Linked DNA regions of Sus scrofa: regions 2, 3, 4 and 5 are each linked to region 1. Evidence: chromatin contacts called from public Hi-C data. All regions are on one chromosome and are shown on one strand. Each heading gives the region's core, a stretch centred on a gene start, on an enhancer-like site or on the middle of the called end of the contact. The rest is flanking DNA. Distances are from core to core; before and after follow the strand shown.

The links. Hi-C and Micro-C count contacts between places; a contact is called where the count stands out from the background.
Region 2: a Hi-C map of liver shows a contact between it and region 1, with 3 times the contacts expected there. The contact joins the promoter of PIGP here to the enhancer-like site in region 1. A contact is called at or near these places in 4 of 47 Hi-C or Micro-C datasets (alveolar macrophages, heart right ventricle, liver and 1 more).
Region 3: a Hi-C map of liver shows a contact between it and region 1, with 7 times the contacts expected there. The contact joins two enhancer-like sites. A contact is called at or near these places in 1 of 47 Hi-C or Micro-C datasets (liver) and 1 of 2 datasets of contacts at active chromatin or transcription factors (skeletal muscle).
Region 4: a Hi-C map of skeletal muscle shows a contact between it and region 1, with 4 times the contacts expected there. The contact joins two enhancer-like sites. A contact is called at or near these places in 14 of 47 Hi-C or Micro-C datasets (alveolar macrophages, embryonic fibroblasts, fetal heart ventricle and 8 more) and 1 of 2 datasets of contacts at active chromatin or transcription factors (skeletal muscle).
Region 5: a contact with region 1 is called in a Hi-C map of liver, with 4 times the contacts expected there. The contact joins the promoter of DSCR3 here to the enhancer-like site in region 1. A contact is called at or near these places in 1 of 5 promoter capture datasets (liver), 15 of 47 Hi-C or Micro-C datasets (alveolar macrophages, blood, brain and 9 more) and 2 of 2 datasets of contacts at active chromatin or transcription factors (alveolar macrophages and skeletal muscle).

What each region holds. Positions count from the first base shown.
Region 1 is chr13:201,197,534-201,200,836 of Sscrofa11.1, reverse strand. No RefSeq gene overlaps it. Among named protein-coding and RNA genes, the nearest start is that of DYRK1A, 190 kb to the right of the region's middle. Within about 2 kb of position 1,761, at least 61 of the 83 cell types and tissues checked have an H3K27ac peak or open chromatin away from gene starts, as enhancers often do. A contact at or near this core is called in alveolar macrophages, brain, embryonic fibroblasts and 5 more, where this site is marked.
Region 2 is chr13:200,693,868-200,697,170 of Sscrofa11.1, reverse strand. PIGP (phosphatidylinositol glycan anchor biosynthesis class P) reads left to right here and starts at 1,741. Exons shown (of 5, transcript NM_001243522.1): 1 at 1,741-1,847; 2 at 2,317-2,420. The coding sequence starts at 2,339. TTC3 (E3 ubiquitin-protein ligase TTC3) reads right to left here and starts at 1,547. Exons shown (of 47, transcript XM_021070969.1): 1 at 1,325-1,547.
Region 3 is chr13:200,791,360-200,794,662 of Sscrofa11.1, reverse strand. TTC3 (E3 ubiquitin-protein ligase TTC3) reads right to left here. Exons shown (of 47, transcript XM_021070969.1): 35 at 400-549. Among named protein-coding and RNA genes, the nearest start is that of TTC3, 97 kb to the right of the region's middle. Within about 2 kb of position 1,487, at least 5 of the 83 cell types and tissues checked have an H3K27ac peak or open chromatin away from gene starts, as enhancers often do. A contact at or near this core is called in liver, where this site is marked.
Region 4 is chr13:200,831,450-200,834,752 of Sscrofa11.1, reverse strand. No RefSeq gene overlaps it. Among named protein-coding and RNA genes, the nearest start is that of DSCR3, 94 kb to the left of the region's middle. Within about 2 kb of position 1,487, at least 16 of the 83 cell types and tissues checked have an H3K27ac peak or open chromatin away from gene starts, as enhancers often do. A contact at or near this core is called in skeletal muscle and subcutaneous adipose tissue, where this site is marked.
Region 5 is chr13:200,925,163-200,928,465 of Sscrofa11.1, reverse strand. It overlaps DSCR3 (Down syndrome critical region protein 3), which reads left to right and starts at 1,462. Exons shown (of 7, transcript XM_005670333.3): 1 at 1,462-2,511. The coding sequence starts at 2,455.

The DNA.
Region 1 (3,303 bases), core at 512-3,011:
AGGTAGCCAGACTATAACTGCAGTGCCTTGAAGTCTAATTTTGAGGGTTGAAGCAAAAATAGAATAAATAACAAAATATAAAATAAATCAGCCCCAGAGGTCTTGAAGAAGAATTCAGGCTCTTGTGTAAGAAGATGCAACACAGTGCTTTGCACTGCAAAGGCTGTAAAATCTCTCTCTCTCCCACACCTCCTCCTCCATGGAGCTCCCTTCTGACCCTGAAGCTCTCACCTTTTCCACCTGACACCGAGGAAGCCACCTGGACCTTGTCTTCTGGGTCAGGGGCCCTCCCACAGTCCACTGGGAAACACAGTCTGCCCTCCTGTTCCTCTTTGCTTTTCTGTCAACGTTGAGGACCTGGCGATCTATAGAATAAAATATCCACGGTGTTATCCTTAGATTTCAACCAGAAGTTCTGAAGTTAAATTTCTATTGCTTCATAAAAAAAAGCCAGTGAAAACAGAGGTCCCAGAGGGCTTGAGAACCCCAATTGGTTTTGAGGAAACACTAGGGTTGATTAGAAAGTGAAGGGAATGGCAAAGGACTTCAGTCATTTAAAATGAAAACAGGTGATGACTGAGAAGTTGATGCATGGGTTTCACAAGGTCTAACCCAATTCTACTCCTTGTAAACAAGTAGAGACCAGAGCAGAGCCAAGACACTTTTCCGGTGGGGACAATACCCAGTGGCTGGTGGCCTTGGCCGGGAGACTGATTCTCACAGCCTGGTTCATGAACTGGTAATCATCACTGCCTAAATGATCAGCAGCTGTGCAGTGGGCAGTGTGCCGGGCACGTGGAGAACACAAAAATGCACACAAAAATGCATACACAACCTCCTAAGTCCCACCTCTTGAGCCTCAGAGTCCTCCTGGCTGAAATGAAGGTGATATCTAACTCACAGGGTCATTGCATTTGACAAACAAATGCTTAACCGGGGCCACTTGACAGTGGAAGCTGTGGCATATTGCACTGGAATTGTCCAAGGGCCAGTTCTCTCTCCCCTTCCAGAGTGAGTTCCACTGGGCAGAGTTCTCTATTTTCCACAGGTCTGCTGAGTCGGTGCTCACACTGTACTTGGCGCTGCCAAGCCGGTAGAGGAGGTGGAAGAGGTGGACTCGCTGGTCATTCACGCAGAGTTCGTGGGAATCCTCAGCTCGCTCTGCAGTAAATTCACTCAGAAGTCACATCTGTGACTCTCCAGACACCTGAATGAGGGCCAGCAGCAGCCTGCCACCTTCTGTCAGGAAGGAGAGAAATAACGCCTGCAACCGCGAGTCACGGTAGAGGTCTCACTGCAGATCCACCTTGGGGAACCTGGCGGCCGGCAGGAGAGGAGGTGGGTGTCCTGAGGGAAGCACGATGAAAAAAGTAAGTTGGGACCGGGCTCGGATAGTGCAGGGAGGGAAGATGGCCTCTGCAAGAATTTTCCTGGGAGGGAGCCTTCAGGACGGTGAGAGCCCCGCGTGCAGGGGCTCTTTCCTAGCCCAACCCTGGAGCCCCGGGGCACGCTCTAGAAAGCCCTGTGTCGGAGAGCTGCCCCGCAGGACGCCAAGTTCACCGCAGCTCAGGTACGCGGCCAACCGAGATGCAGCAACACAGATCCCGAATTGACCCCGACCTCACGACGCCAAGACCGCCCCACCCGAGGGCGCCTGAGGACGCCACTCAGCCAGCGGCAGCACCGCCTCCGGGAGCGAAGGACCCGGCCCTCCGGGCGTGGCCCGGGGCGTCGGGTCAATGGGCGCCGCGGGCTCACGGTCACGTGATCGCCGGCGAGCCCGGCACTTCCGCATTCCGCCTGGCAGTTCCGCCCAACGTGGCGAAAGGCCGCTGGCACCCCCTCCCGAGGATCCTCTCGCGAGAGCAGCCCACACAGCCGGCCGTTTCCTCCGCCAGACGCCGCTTGCGGCTGGGTTTTGCCGTGGCTCTGCCACCCAGTGCAGGAGGTCTGGCCAGGGCGAGGGCGAGGGCGAGAGGGTCGGGGACGGCTGCACGTCTCCCAGGTGTCATCTTGTCGCCTCCATCCGACCCCGGGGCCCTCGGACCCTCGACCGGCACTTCCAGGGATCGAAGAGGCGACTGGGTTAACAGGCATCGGTGGGAGCCTCGGCTTCCGTGATTTTCCGGCTTTAAAACATCTTTGTCACCGCTCTGCATTCTGTCCACTGAGAAACTGGAGGCATGGGAGGGTGTTCCAGGAGGAAATGCGAGGTTGACCTCCTCTGAGAAGATGTGGTGAGAGCACCTCGCGCCTGCGCATCCCACAGAGGCGCCAGCATCCCCCCCAGCCCTGTCCTGTAACTACGCTGCAGTGCGGGCTTCGTCGTCTCTATTTTCGAGATGAGGAAACAGGATCAGACGGGTTCGAGGAACTTGCTCAAGGGTGCACGAAGCCCGGCTCTGCATCTCAGCCACGTGCCATCTCCCATCAGAGCACGGATGCTTGTGCGTGACCAGCTGCAGGCCTGACTTGGACCCTGAGGTCAGAGGGAAAAGGCTCGGCCCAGTGGCGCTATGCACCTGGTTCCCTGTTCCAGATGTGCCACCTGCCAAATCCAACCTCGGATCCCCAGGAGAGGACAGCCTGTCAGCCAGTCCCCATCAGAGCCCCTCGCATGCCTCCAGCCTTGGTGCTGCGCCTGAACCCAGCCTTCCAGCCCCGGGCCTTGCTCACACGGGCCTGGAGGAAGGAGGTGTAGGACCATGGATTTCAGCTGTAATGAGAATGTTCTAGCCACGAAGGGCTACTTCTTAACCATAGGGCTGGGCAGGAGTGGAAAATGGCCTCCCTCAGATACACTTCTCTGAGGGCGCCTAAGAGGATATTAAAACTTAAGTTCATTCGTGTCAAGTGAAGGTTTGTCTCCTGTGCAACATGATATCTTGACAGGGCCAAACCAGTCTACTTCAGCAACCTCCTGGTCAGTCAGAGGCCACTGTGGTTAAAACACACTCTCCTTGGAAATTCCTGAAATTCCACCATGAGCAATTCTCTAGGACTAAGACCCATCCTTTTTAGATTCCTTAGTAGATGAAATGCCCTAAATCCCTAATTTTCTCATAGAAGAGGGGACAAATTAAAGTGCTGGGTCCCTAGGGAGCAGGAAGAGAGGACACGAGCAAGGGGGAAGCCTACCCTGCACCCCACTTCCAGGGACTTGGAAGAGTCTAAGCGGGGTCTTCCCACTTGGCACAAATCACTCAGGAAGTTATATGACCTGGTTTCTCCAACTCACCTAATATGTCTCAAAGGGTGCTTTTATGCCTTTTGTGGGGTGCTTTTCTGCCTTTTGTGGGGTTC
Region 2 (3,303 bases), core at 492-2,991, 500 kb after region 1:
TGAATAGCGAGAAACAGACACCAAAACGCAGCCCTTGAGCGCAGAGCACAAACCTTTGAGCAAAAGCAGTTGGGTCTCATAGGTTCGATGTTTCCTTCCCTGTGTATCCTTATAATAAATTCCATTTGCCTTAGGATAAAATGCAAATTTCTTCCAAGACGAAATGTCCTAACTAGAGCTGTAACTACCAGAAAACTGTCCCCAAGGGAGGAGTACAATCTGTAACATGTCTCTACCTTGTTCCCCCAGCCAGGACACTGGCAAAACCAAAAGAGGTAATTTATGTGAACGCCATAAACACTACATGAACCGTTAAGTATTATCAAGAAAGCCCAGGATCGGCTAGAATGTATTTGCCCAGTTGTCGTGTACATATGTTTTGGAAGGAGTCTGCAATTGAAGGGCTTTGAGCGTCCAGGGCTCCTCTGAATCAAGGTACGTCACACTGGCACCTGCCAATATTCACCTACGCCTTGGCTCCATTTTTGGCCCTCGGCCTCCTTATTCCGTCCCCAAAAGGCTGGCTTGACTGGCCCTACTTGACATCTTAAACACTCTGGAACAGCTGGCCAGACCCGCTGCGGTCCCCCCTCCTTATTAGCGTTGGGGGGAGGTAGGATGCTCCGAAAAGGCGAGGGGAGGAGAGAGGGTTGGGTTTTCTCCCCCCCCAATTCCCCTCCACGGACTCGGCAGCCATTCTCACGAAAACAGGTGGCGCAGATAGAAAGAACACAAAACACAGAGGACAGGGCGTGCAAGAACGTTCACGAACACTCGCGAACGAACACCCGAAAACAGATCACGCACTTGACAGGTCCAGGGGCAACAGGCGCGCGGGGACACACGAGGACGCATCCCCCAGCGGACGATGCTGCAGCTGGGGTCACGACTGCAGGAGGCACGGCCACGCGCGCGTGGGGCGCGCACCCCCCCGGAGAGGGGCAGTGACACAAAAGGGGGGGGCCACCCACACTCCCGGGGGCGCCCACGCTGTCGACGAGAAAAACCTGCGCAGACACAAAGCGGCCGAGAGGGGACCCACGGGCGCGTGCCCACGCGCTCGGGCCGGTGCACGCCCCCGCACAGAGCGGACCGAGGGTGTGCAAGCGGCCGGGAGTGCGCACACAAAGGGGCTACTCCCACCCCCGCACACCCCCAGAGGTGACCACATTTGCAGAAAAGGGACACGAGACAAAGGGGACACACCCGCTAGGACCTACAAAGGCTGCCACACACACACCCCCAACGCACCGGCACTCAACCCACGCACACTGCGGGCACCAGAGCCAACGACGCGAGGCGACGCGCACACACCCACACTCACCACACACCCACGGAGGGGGTGTGGAGGGCCCCTCTCCCCGGGCATCTCCGCTGCAGCGCGACAAGGTGACACATCCGGGAGCCCTGCCGCGCGCCAGGTGTGCACTCACCGGGGCCGGCAGCCCGCGAGCCTCGGACGCCGGCCGCCGCCGCCGCCGCCTCGGGCCCTCCACGTCAGCCAGCTGGCGGCGGGGAGCGGGCGGCTGTGCAGGCGGCAGACGCGTCACGTGGGCTGCAACGCACATGCGCCGTCGCACCGCCCGGCCCCCACCTCCGCGGCGACGAGCCGAGCGATCCCGCCGGCCCCCGCGCCCGCGCGCTTCTGCCCAACGAGGGTCGCGGTGCGCCTGCGCGCGGGCGGGGGTTGCCGTGGTGACTCGGCCTTTCTCGGGTTTTCTGTGCTCTCGCACCCTGAGGCTCCCTGGTCAGCGCCTGCGCAACGGACTCAGTGCGGAGGTGGCGGAACTGCTGGGAGTGGCTGCGTGGGCCCAAGGTCTAGGGCCACCCGCGCCTCTCATCCCCAGGTTGAAATGAGAACCATAACCCCGCGAGAGGGCAGGGCACGTTCCTGGGCACCCGAAGCCCCGGCCTGGAGAGGCGGGGCACGCCTCCTATCCTGCCCTGCCTTTCCCTTCCCTTTTCGCACCAAGGCGAAGCCTGCAGAGCTGGAGCGGAATCAGTCCCTCCCCTGCTCCCCCGCTTCCCCGATCCTCCACTGCAGGCTATGCGCGCTCTGATGCGTGTGCTTGTGTGCGCGTGCACGTGCGGTTTGGGGGCTGGTTGCGCGTGCAGGCGAGGTATGGGTGCTCGTGTACACCACTGTGCGGGCAGTCTTGTGTTGGAGGTGTGTGTGCGCAGGGTGGTTGTTTGCAGTGGTTTAGGCTGGGAAGTAAACTGCAGAGGCTGCGCCCGTAGCAAAGCGATGAGGTTATAATAGACCAATGGTGAAGAGGAGTGAATCACTGACAGATGATTGTGTTTTTTTCCCCACAGATTTCCAAAAGCCACAGGGAAAATGGTGGAAAATTCACCGTCGCCATTGCCAGAAAGAGCGATTTATGGCTTTGTTCTTTTCTTAAGCTCCCAATTTGGCTTCAGTAAGTACTTTCCTGATGGATGGCCAGGTCCATTCTCTGGAGTTCAAGGACAAGGAAATGATTGCGTTTGTTTATAGAATATGCACACGTGAACTGTGACTCTTTCTACCTTTGTCTCTTCTTGAGAAAACCTGAAGGGAGCTCTTGTTTGTTCAGAGTGTTCTATATGCCAGACATTAGCGTAAAATATTTAATCTCAAATATTTATGTAGCACCAGACAGGATTGCCAGGTGAATGAAACCTGGTCCCTGCCCTTCAGGAGGTGACGGTTTTGTAGACAAGACATGAGTAAATCTGCAGTTAACACTGTGTTAAGTGCTGTGGGGACCCAGCAGAGAGACGAGACATTAAACTAGAAAATCAGAGTTAGTTTTCTCCCAGGGAATTTGTCTTCAGCATTAAGAAGGAAGAAGTGGGAAGGCCTTGAGCAAAGGCATGGTGGGGCTTGGAAGTAAGTAATGGTTTGGCCCTTGTGGGAGCTAGAGAGCGACAGGAATCAGGTTAAAGAAGGCAGCTGTGCTTTACATTCCCAGATCTCAGGAGTTCCTGATGTGGCGCAGCGGAAAGGAATCTGACTAGTATCCATGAAGATTTGGGTTAGATCCCTGACCTTGCTCAGTGGGTCAGGAATCCGGTGTTGCCATGAGCTGTGGTGGAGGTCGAAGACAAAGCTCTGATTCAACCCCTAGCCTGGGAACTTCCATATACCACGGATGCAGCCCTAAAAAGCAAAATAAAATAAACATTCCCGTATCTCAGTCCGTCCCCATAAGGATCCAAGCCTCGTCTGTGACGACAGCTCACCGCTTTTGACTGGATCCTGACCCACTGAGCGAGGCCAGGGATCAAACCCGAATCTTCATGGATACTAGTCGGATTCGA
Region 3 (3,303 bases), core at 238-2,737, 410 kb after region 1:
GGTCAATAAGTTGCCCAAGAACAGAATTAGGGCAGAACCAAGTCTGGATCTGAAGCCAGTCAGCCTGACTCCAAGCATCATACTCTGAACCACTAATGCTATACTGCCTCTTTCACTAAAAACAAGAATCTAACTTGGAACTTAGTCACCAGAAATTAGTTTTAGTTAATCACGCAAACTGAATTACAGATAAATGAAAATTCAAATTCCCAGCCTTTTTCTTACATAGCAACTTAAAAGGTTCTAAAACAATGCAAAAAACACTGTCACTTTAATATGTCACAGAGAAATATGAAAGCGACAACGCTGAGAAAGAATCCTTTGGCCAACACTGCAGCTCAGCTGAGGCTGCACAAGCACAATGTGGGTTGCACTGCATGAGCTTTCAGACAGGAATACCTTATTTTCTTCTATGTTCCTTTTCAACTTTTCTTCCAAGTCCTTGGTCTCTTCTGAGCCCTCGATATTCCTCTGCTCGTAGTTTTCACAGGCTTCCTTAAGCTGCTCTTGTAAAACCTGGTACTCCTTTTCAATCTGTGAAATATCTCCCTGAAAGTACAAAACAAAATTCTCTATTAAAAGTAGTTTAAAAAGCCTATTTCTGATCTTGTTCTGAACCGTCTCAAAATAGAGGAGAATATAAGGCAGATGAAAATTTATAAGGGAAATATCACAATAATTCAGGAATTAAAAACAAACTGTTCGGCAAAGCCAGCTCTTTAAAAAAAAAATTATTCGTATCACTGGAATTCACAAGGAAACTTTTCCGTGTGTACTAGCTCTGAATATTTGTTTTAGAAGGCTCGGTATTAAATTAACAGTTGGATGTGAATGTCATCCTCCACGACTGACATCACTACTTATTAAGTTTAAAAACTATAAATATCATGCATATTTTAGATATGAACAGTACACATCAACTGTGGCCCTACTTTTAGAAAGTTTTCAACTGATAGCTGCTGATTATTGCAAAAAGACAAGTTAAAATATTATCAATGGATTATTCTCAGTTATGTACCTGTCTGCCTAGATAGCTACAACAAAAGCAAACAGAAGTCATACTGTAATGTGAAACGCTGGCGGACAATAAGCACCATTTATTCACCTATTTTTTTTTAAGCCTTTCACACCACTAAAGCTTTCAGCAATCACACATCTGTGTCTGAAAGAAGCACCTGTGTGATGCTGGCAACTCCTCCCAACTGCAGGTGACTGCGCTGCCTAGACACGCAGGGACCTTGGCAGCCAGTCTTCAAAAATCTACCCCAGCGTCGTCCACCTTCCCTGCCTCCTGCCCCTTTCCCAGCATCTCAGCTTCTTCCAAGTGTAAAAAAGGCAGGGAATCAAGCCTTTGGGATTCTGTGAATTACCAGTTAGAGAACTGTGAACTATGGCTAAGATGACCACACATGCCAGTTTGCTGGGGAGAGCACTAGTTTGTTTGTCTGTCCAGACTCAAAGTTCAGCAATAGTCATACTGTCTATGTTTACATAATTGAAAAATCATGAACCTTACTATGACCCATGAGTAAGCCTTCATGGTTTCAGACCTTAGTTATTTCTGTTTTCATTCTCAATTCAGCTAAAAGATCTCAAAGTAACTTGGTATTATGAATTAACTCATATGCCCCCAAATCACCAACAGAGACAGGTGGCAAGGTATATGCCATCTCTATGTTATTATACTTAAACTTCACCATAATTCTACAAGAAATATGTTATTTTCAGTTTTTATAGACCAGAAAACCAAGGTTTAGAGAGGTCAGGCCACCTCCCAAAGTCCCAGAAGAAAGAAGCTGCTCTTGGAACAACTGCCTCACTGGTTGAGAAGCTATCGACCATACTAACATCAGTCTTGAATTTAAGAAAGCATGTGTGCGTTTTCCCAACACTAAAGAAAATACTTATTTACGGGGCAAAACCACCGAGGCTCAAACAACAGAGCATAACTGATTAAAAGCTAGGTACCAAATAAGAATTCAACGCTACTCGTTCTACTTGGTAAATATTCATATTTAGGAAAAATGTTCACCACGGCCCTGTAAGCATGAAAAGCTGACACGACCCCAAGGTTCGACAATAAGAAACTGGTCAAAAAAATTACCATGCATTCATGTAATGGAATACCAAGTAGGCATAAAAAATGATGGTAAGGAGTTCCCGTCGTGGCACAGTGGTTAACGAATCTGACTAGGAACCATGAGGTTGCGGGTTCGGTCCCTGCCCTTGCTCAGTGGGTTATCGATCCGGCGTTGCCGTGAGCTGTGGTGTAGGTTGCAGACACGGCTCGGATCCTGCGTTGCTGTGGCTCTGGCGTAGGCCGGTGGCTACAGCTCCGATTCAACCCCTATCCTGGGAACCTCCATATGCCGTGGGAGCGGCCCAAGAAATAGCAAAAAGACAAAAAAAAAAAAAAAAAGATGGTAAAAAAGTCTATATTTACTGACATAGAAAAAGTCTAATATATTAGGACTGATAATCTGAAATACAACATATATGGTAAGATCCCATCTTTTAAAAAGCATCACTTTTCTTCGGGGGCAGGGGGGGCGCACATCTGTGGCACATGGAGGTTCCCAGGCTAGGGGACAAATTGGAGCTTCAGCTGTGGACCTTCACTACAGCCACAGCAACGCCAGATCCAAGCAGCGTCTGCGACCTACACTGCAGCTAGCAATGCCAGATCCTTTAACCCAATGAGTGATGCCAGGTAGCAAACCTGCACCCTCATGCATAGTCAAGTTCTTAACCCACTGAGCCATGATGGGAACTCCAGCATCGCTTATTTAAAAGCAAATGTTAAAGCCTGGAAGGTTGCACATCGAAATATTAACATGAGTGATGGGGCTGCAGATGACTTATAATTTCTCTTCCATAATTTTCAGTACTGTTCATTAAAAAAATTTAAGGGCTCATTATATTTTATAATTGGCTAAAACTGTACAGCTATTTGCACAAATAGCAGCAGATAACACAAAGTTCTAAACTTCTTCCTACTTACACATCTTGTAAACCATTCCTTATTAGTAATGACAGAATTGCTTCTTTTTTTTTTTTTTTTTTTTTTTTGTCTTTTTAGGGCCACACTCATGGCAAAAGGAGGTTCCCAGACCAGGGGACAAATACGAGCTGCAGCTGCTGGCCTACACCACAGCCACAGCAGCGCCAGATCTGAGCCACATCTGCAATCTACACCACAGGTCACAGCAACTCCACAGATCCTTAGCCCACTGAACAAGGCCAGGGATTGAACCTGTGTCCTCATGTATACTAGTCAGATTCGTTTCCACTGAACCATGATGG
Region 4 (3,303 bases), core at 238-2,737, 370 kb after region 1:
ACTCTGCCAGCCTCAGGGCAAAGGCCATCGAAACCTACACATGGAGTTCCTGTCGTGACTCAGTGGTAATGAACCTGACTAGTTTCCATGAGGACATGGGTTCGATCCCTAGCCTTGCTCAGCGGGTTAAGGATCTGGCGTTGCTGTGAGCTGTGGTGTAGGTCACAGATGTGGCTCGGATCTGGCGTTGCTATGGCTGTGGCGTAGGCCAGTGGCTGCAGTTCTAATTAGACCCCTAGCCTGGGAACTTCCATATGCCACAGAAGTGGCCCTAAAATGCAAAAACAACAAATCAAACAAAAAACCCTACATGCACAAAGCCTATTAACAAGCCTGGGAGGAGTAAGAGTGCTCAGCAAATTAAGTGCCTTTCAGAATAAAGCTACACATTATCTACACATTATTTAAAGGATGACGACCAAACACAGCCTCTCAACAGTGGAGTATCCAAGATATCCAGTATGTAATCCAAGGGAGTTAGTGTTTAACGGGTACAGAGTTTCAGTTTGAGAAGATGAAAAGGCTGTGCAGGTGGATGGTGGTGATGATGGTACAAGGAGAATGTACAGGTGACCCTTGAACAACGTGGGTTTGAACTGCAGGGGTCCACGTGGACTTTTTCCATAAATACTACAGCACTGCATGATCCACAGTGGGTAGGAACCCCAGACACGGAGGGCCAGCTGTAAAGCTATACGTGGATTTTCCACTGAGGGGAGGGGGGTGGTGTCCGTTGTTCAAGGGTCAGCCATACTTAATGTCGCTGAACCGTACACTTAGTTAAAATGGTAAAGTTTTTTGTTTTTTGTTTTTGTTTTTTGGTCTTTTTAGGGCCGCACCCATGACACATGGAGGTTCCCAGGCTAGGGCTCAAATGGGAGCTGTAGCTGCCAGCCTACACCACAGCCACAGGAAGAGGGATCCAAGCCACATCTGCAACCTACACCACAGCTCATGGCAACACCAGATCCTTGACCAGACCCTACACCACAGCTCATGGCAACACTGAGGGAGGACAAGGATCAAACCCACATCCTCATGGATACTAGTTGGGTTCGTTAACCACTGAGCCACAATGGGAACTCCCTAAAATGGTAAATTTTATGTTATGTATGTTTTACCCCAAGTTTTAAGAAACACTTTCTAAGACAACTGCTTCCAGGAACAACAAGGACGAGAGGTAGCTCCTGCTTCAAACACTAAAACACCAGAAAAAATAGACGAAACAATGATACGCAGACACTGGCATCAGGCAGCACAGACTAATCGTTCAGAAAGGGGAAAAATGAGACGAGACAATAATGTCCCAACGTACTGCAGGGACCGAGTTCCCAGACCACCGCGCAAGCAGGGGAGACCCCAGTGGAGACAGTGGTCTCCCTGAATGGAGCTGCGAGTGAGAAGGGCCAAGGCAGCCAGAGGGGGAGACAGAGTACCCAGAGGGAAGGTGTCAGACAGAGCGGCCTGGGGATGCGCAGGCGCGCCCCCTTGCGTCTTGAGCTGAGTACTGCTCAGCACACGCGAATAAGACGCTAACAGACTGGGCAAAGAATCCCCCGGGGAATGACGGGGTAATCTCTGTGCTTCACTTAGAACCAGGAATGGTTCCAGCGAATTCCAGTAATTTACAAGGCATCAGACAGAAGACTCCGACGGTACTGCTACAGACGTGAAGAAAAAATTAGCCCCAGATTAAAATCTACTCTAGTCTCAACTATGTTTAAAACTAACAATAAAAGTATCAAACTAGAGTTCCCGTCATGGCTCAGAGGAAGCGAGTCTGACTAGCATCCATGAGGACACAGGTTTGATCCCTGGCCTTGCCCAGTGGGTGAGGGATCCGGCATTGTCATGAGCTGTGGTGTAGGTCGCAGACACGGCTCCAATCTGGCATTGTTGTGGCTGTGGTGTAGGCCGGCAGCTACAGCTCGGATTCGACCCCTAGCCTGGGAACCTCCATATGTTGTGGGTGTGGCCCTAAAAAGCCAAAAAAAAAAAAAAAAAAAAAAAAGGAAAAGAAAAAAAGTATCAAACTATTTCCAAGTAACTTAACTACATTGCAGAACAAAGCTCTAAAATATTTATAGGTACAGAAAAATATCTGCCATACAATAAGATAAAAGTTGTATTGTCTAGTATTTAATAAAAAATTACCAGGCACACAAAGAAGCAGGGAAATATGATCCGTAATGATGAGAAAAATCAATCAAGAGAAACAGACCAAAAAAGGGCATAGATGATAGAATCAGACAAGGACATTACATATTAACATTAAGACAGTTACTATAACCATATTTTCTATGTTCAGGAAGGCAGAGCAAATGTTAAACACATTAAGTAGAGACCCAGAACTACTAACAAGACCTAGAAGGAACTTCTAGACTTGAAAATTATGTCTGAGATGAAAAATACTTTTGGTGGGATTAAGAACAGATCAAACTCTGTAGCAAAAAAAAAAAAAAAAAAGAAAAAAGAAACTTAAAGATATACCGCTACTACCCACAATAAAACACAGAGGGGAAAAAAAAAGACTGAAAAAAAAAAGGGGGAACATCCTATCATTGAGCTGTAAGACAACTTCAAGGAGCCTAATGCCAGGGTCACACCCAAGACATAGGGAAGTTCCTGGGCCAGGGAATCAAACTGTGCCACAGTAGCGACCCAAGCCACTGCAGGGACAACACCAGATCTTTAACCCATTGCATCGCAACAGAGATAAAGAGAACATCTTAAAAAGCAGCCAGAGGAAAAAAAAAAAGCACATTACATGCAGAGAAACCAAGATAAGAATGACATCAGACTTCATACTGGGACCAGAGTGAGACAATGAAGTAAATATACTCAGAGCACTGAAAATAAAAAGTTATAAACTCGGACTTCTATATGTATTAAAACATATTTCACAAAAAGGTAAAATAAAGAAGCGTTTTTCAGACATTCGAAAGCTGAATGATTTCATCACTAGGGGACTTGATTTGCAAAAAACGCTAAAGGAAATCCTCCAAGCAGAAGAAAAGTAATTCCAGAACGCAATCTGTACCTACATATAAGACAGTACTTGAAATCTACACACGTGGAAATAAAAGACTATTTCACCTATTTAAAAAGACCCCTTAAGAGATCACTGCTAGATATTTAAAGTTCCCAACACACACACACACACACACACACACACACACACACACACACACACATGCAAACTCATGTGTGCTGTCATGGTGATGGATATGTTAACTAACATTATTATGATAATCACTCTGCAACAAAAAGCCAGGTTGGTGGTACAGATGCACATCCTTAGCC
Region 5 (3,303 bases), core at 213-2,712, 270 kb after region 1:
AGAGGCCTTTGTACCCTAAATTGACTAGGCATTAGATATGGGCAATCCTATCCAAAAGGACCATGACTTTGGGCAGTTTTCTTCAGCCTAGAACAAGTTTTGAACGGTGACTTTGCTGAGAGCTGTTGAGACCATAACACTGAGCAGCTCAGGGAACATGCCCTTTAGTCCTGGAAGAGGGTCTGGCCAGAGCATCACAGCATCCTCTAAAAGATGCTTAGTAGGGCCTCTCTTCCTGTCCCAGAAAGGGCGTGAAACTCACAGCGAAAAACAACACGGGACCCCATCTTCTATCAAAAGATGCCTACAGTTGCAGCTGGACACTAAAAGCTGATCTAGCCCTGCTTCCGTGAAATACCTTCTCAATCCTCTCCTTCTCAATCTCTAGAAGAAGGCAGGGGAAGGAACAGAAGGAGGTAGCGGGCCTTGTGGAGAACACAGTGTGAGAGCCAGAACCATGAATTGCACCTTTGCACCATCACTAAGGATCTAGGGTCCCACTCAAGCCAGGAGACTGACACTTTGACAGAGTTTGATTTTTAGTAATGAAATTGACCAGAATGTCCCAGTATCACCTAAGGTGTGGTAAGGGCTAGAAAAGATTCAAAAGGGAAGTGCTGGAGAAAAATGGACTGTTCTTCCATTTGGAATCCATCCCATAGAGACGGCTCAACAAACTGATTACAGCGATAATAGCTTGGAAATAAAGCTCTTTGCAGTGCACCAGCATTCCATATAGATTGTGTGCAACCTACACAAATGAGTGAAATACAGCACACTTGTCCTGGAAGAACAAGAAACGTTCTGTTGCAAAATAAGTATAAAGCAGGTTTGTTGAAGCAATCAAGCTTAGAATGTGGATTCTTGTAAGGTGTTTCTTTTCCTGTTTCCTGCATTGTCTACCAAGATTGGTATTTCACCGTTTTTGGTTTGTTTGTTTGTTTGTTTTTAAGAAATGATGGGTTTGATGGCGAGGGATCCACTTCTGGAATTGCAGAGCAGGCTGTGATTATTAAGTCCCTAATGAATTGTTTTAGCATTGCTGCGTTTGAGTTGCCAGGAAGCTATCCCAGACTGAGAGGGAAGCCCTGAGGCCAGAGAGGAGCTGAAAACTGAGACCTGATTATTGGGAAATATCCATGTATCAACCTTCAAAAGCTACTGTAGCTATAGCACTATCACTGTTGTCCTGTAAAATAAATTCTCAAGAGACAGGCACTCGTGATACTAACTCAGGAAATTGTGGAAAAATTCTCTTGTAACCCTACAAGTAAAGCACTTTAAAAACAAATATCGTCAACTATAAAAGACAAAAATCTTAAAAGGTAAAAGTCGAAAAAAAATAAATACCAGAATCAAAGAATTTTTAAAAAACAAAAAGCACTTCACTATATTTAGTTATCAAAACAATTAAAAATTTACTTCTTACTGGAAAAGTCCTTGTTTAAAACACCGACAAAGGATTTTATTTCAATAAACGTAGTGTGTTGCTTAGCACCGTACTGCTGCCCTGCCTGGAGGCAATCTTTCCAGAAAGCAATGTATTTCTTGTGTTTATCTAGCCACTCTTGCTGGGAATAAAAAGACGACGACGTGCGTCTCAGGTCTGACGTTTTCATTTCCAGGCACTGCCGGGACCCAGGGCCTGCCAGCGGCGCTTCCCCACAATCTGCGCACGAATATGAATATTCAACACCCCGTTCCAGGGCGCGCGCCGGGGGAGTACCCACAAGCCCCCGCGGCTCCCGCGGGGCGGTCGAGGTCACTCGCGCTCCCCAAGACCTTGGCCCCGGGCCCGGTGGTGGGGACGGGAGAGCCGTTCCTCGCTTCTTTGCCGGCTGGGAGTGCGGGGCCGCGGAAAGGGCAGGGAGGACCACCCGGCCCGGAACGGACATGAGGCCTTCGCCCTCAGTGCCCCCGGAAGAAAGCGGGGAAGTCGAAAGTCAACGAGAAAAAGGCGATCGGAAGGGAAGGCACTCTCAGTTATCACCGCCCTAAAGCCAACTCAATAGCGCAGCGACTCCTCGCGCCGCACAGCCTGACGGGAGCTTCAGCCACAGAACAGGCTGCCCCGGCGACACCTCCTCGGCACCGCCCCCCGCCGCGGGGCACGCCGGGAGAGCCGGGTTTCCCCCTCCCTCTAGGAAACGGGCGAGGAGCAGGGTATTTCCGGTGTTACGACTGTCTTACGGAAAAGGAGGGGTTAGTTCGGTCCCGCCCTCACGCCCAGCGAGGGCGGGGCGAGAAGTGACAACCCCTCGGCCTGCGCTAAGGCCCGCCCCTGCACCGGAAGGAGGAAGGCCGGGGAGGCGACGCTACGTCCGGCGCGAGGTCACGTGACGCAACTGCCGGCGGACAGGAGAAAGGGGCGGGGCTCCGGGTGGAAGGGCGTGTCGGCTCTCTATCCTCTGGTCACGCGCAGCAGGAAGTGGCGCCCGAAGCGGATTATTCGAGATGGGGACCACTCTGGACATTAAGATTAAAAGAGCAAACAAGGTGTATCACGCCGGGGTAAGTGGGGTGGACGGGCCTGCAGGTTCTGTTGTCTCCGAGGTCCGGCGCATTTCTGGGCTTTCCTGGGCCGGGCGAGGCGCGCCTCCAGGTGCATCCCGGCCAGGTGCGTCCCGGCCAGCTGCATTCCCGCCAGGTCGGTCTCGCTAGTGCGGTTGGTTGCCGTTCGAGCGGTCCACGCCGGAATTGCTTCCGCGGCTGGGAGCCGCGCAGGGCCGAGGTGCTGGCGCTAGGTCTCCAACGCTAAGCTTGCGGCCCCTTGACCGTGCAGCTCGGCTTTGGGCCCGCGGGCTAGAGCTGTTAAGTGACCACTGAGGGCGGAGGAGCTCGGAGACCAAACGCCCCGTTCCTCACTTCTAAGGGGAATGCAAAAGTCTCATAACAGGCAGAATTAATTGGAAGCAGAAATACGCAGGCCTTGGTCAGCTCTAAAAACCGTGTAAAAGTTATTCATGTCTCTGGTTTTGTTGTTTTAAGAAGGAATATCGTTTTAAAATACGAGTCAAAAAATCTTAATTATGCAATTAACAAGTTTTGCGCCACTGGCTCCCTAACCTCCTCAGGCCTCTGTTATTTGCCAAATGAGGATGCAAAGTTCCTCTTCCTCTAACTTGGGGAATCTCAGCCTTAGGAGTATCAGTCACTCCGGGAATTTAAAACTACAGTGACCCGGGTCTCACCCTTCAAGACGTGATGTGCAGGTTGAAATCCCAGCCAGGTCTCACATTCTGTGGCATAAAATTGAGAGTAGACGTTAGTCACCTGAATGCAGGGAGGTCTCAAAAGGGATGT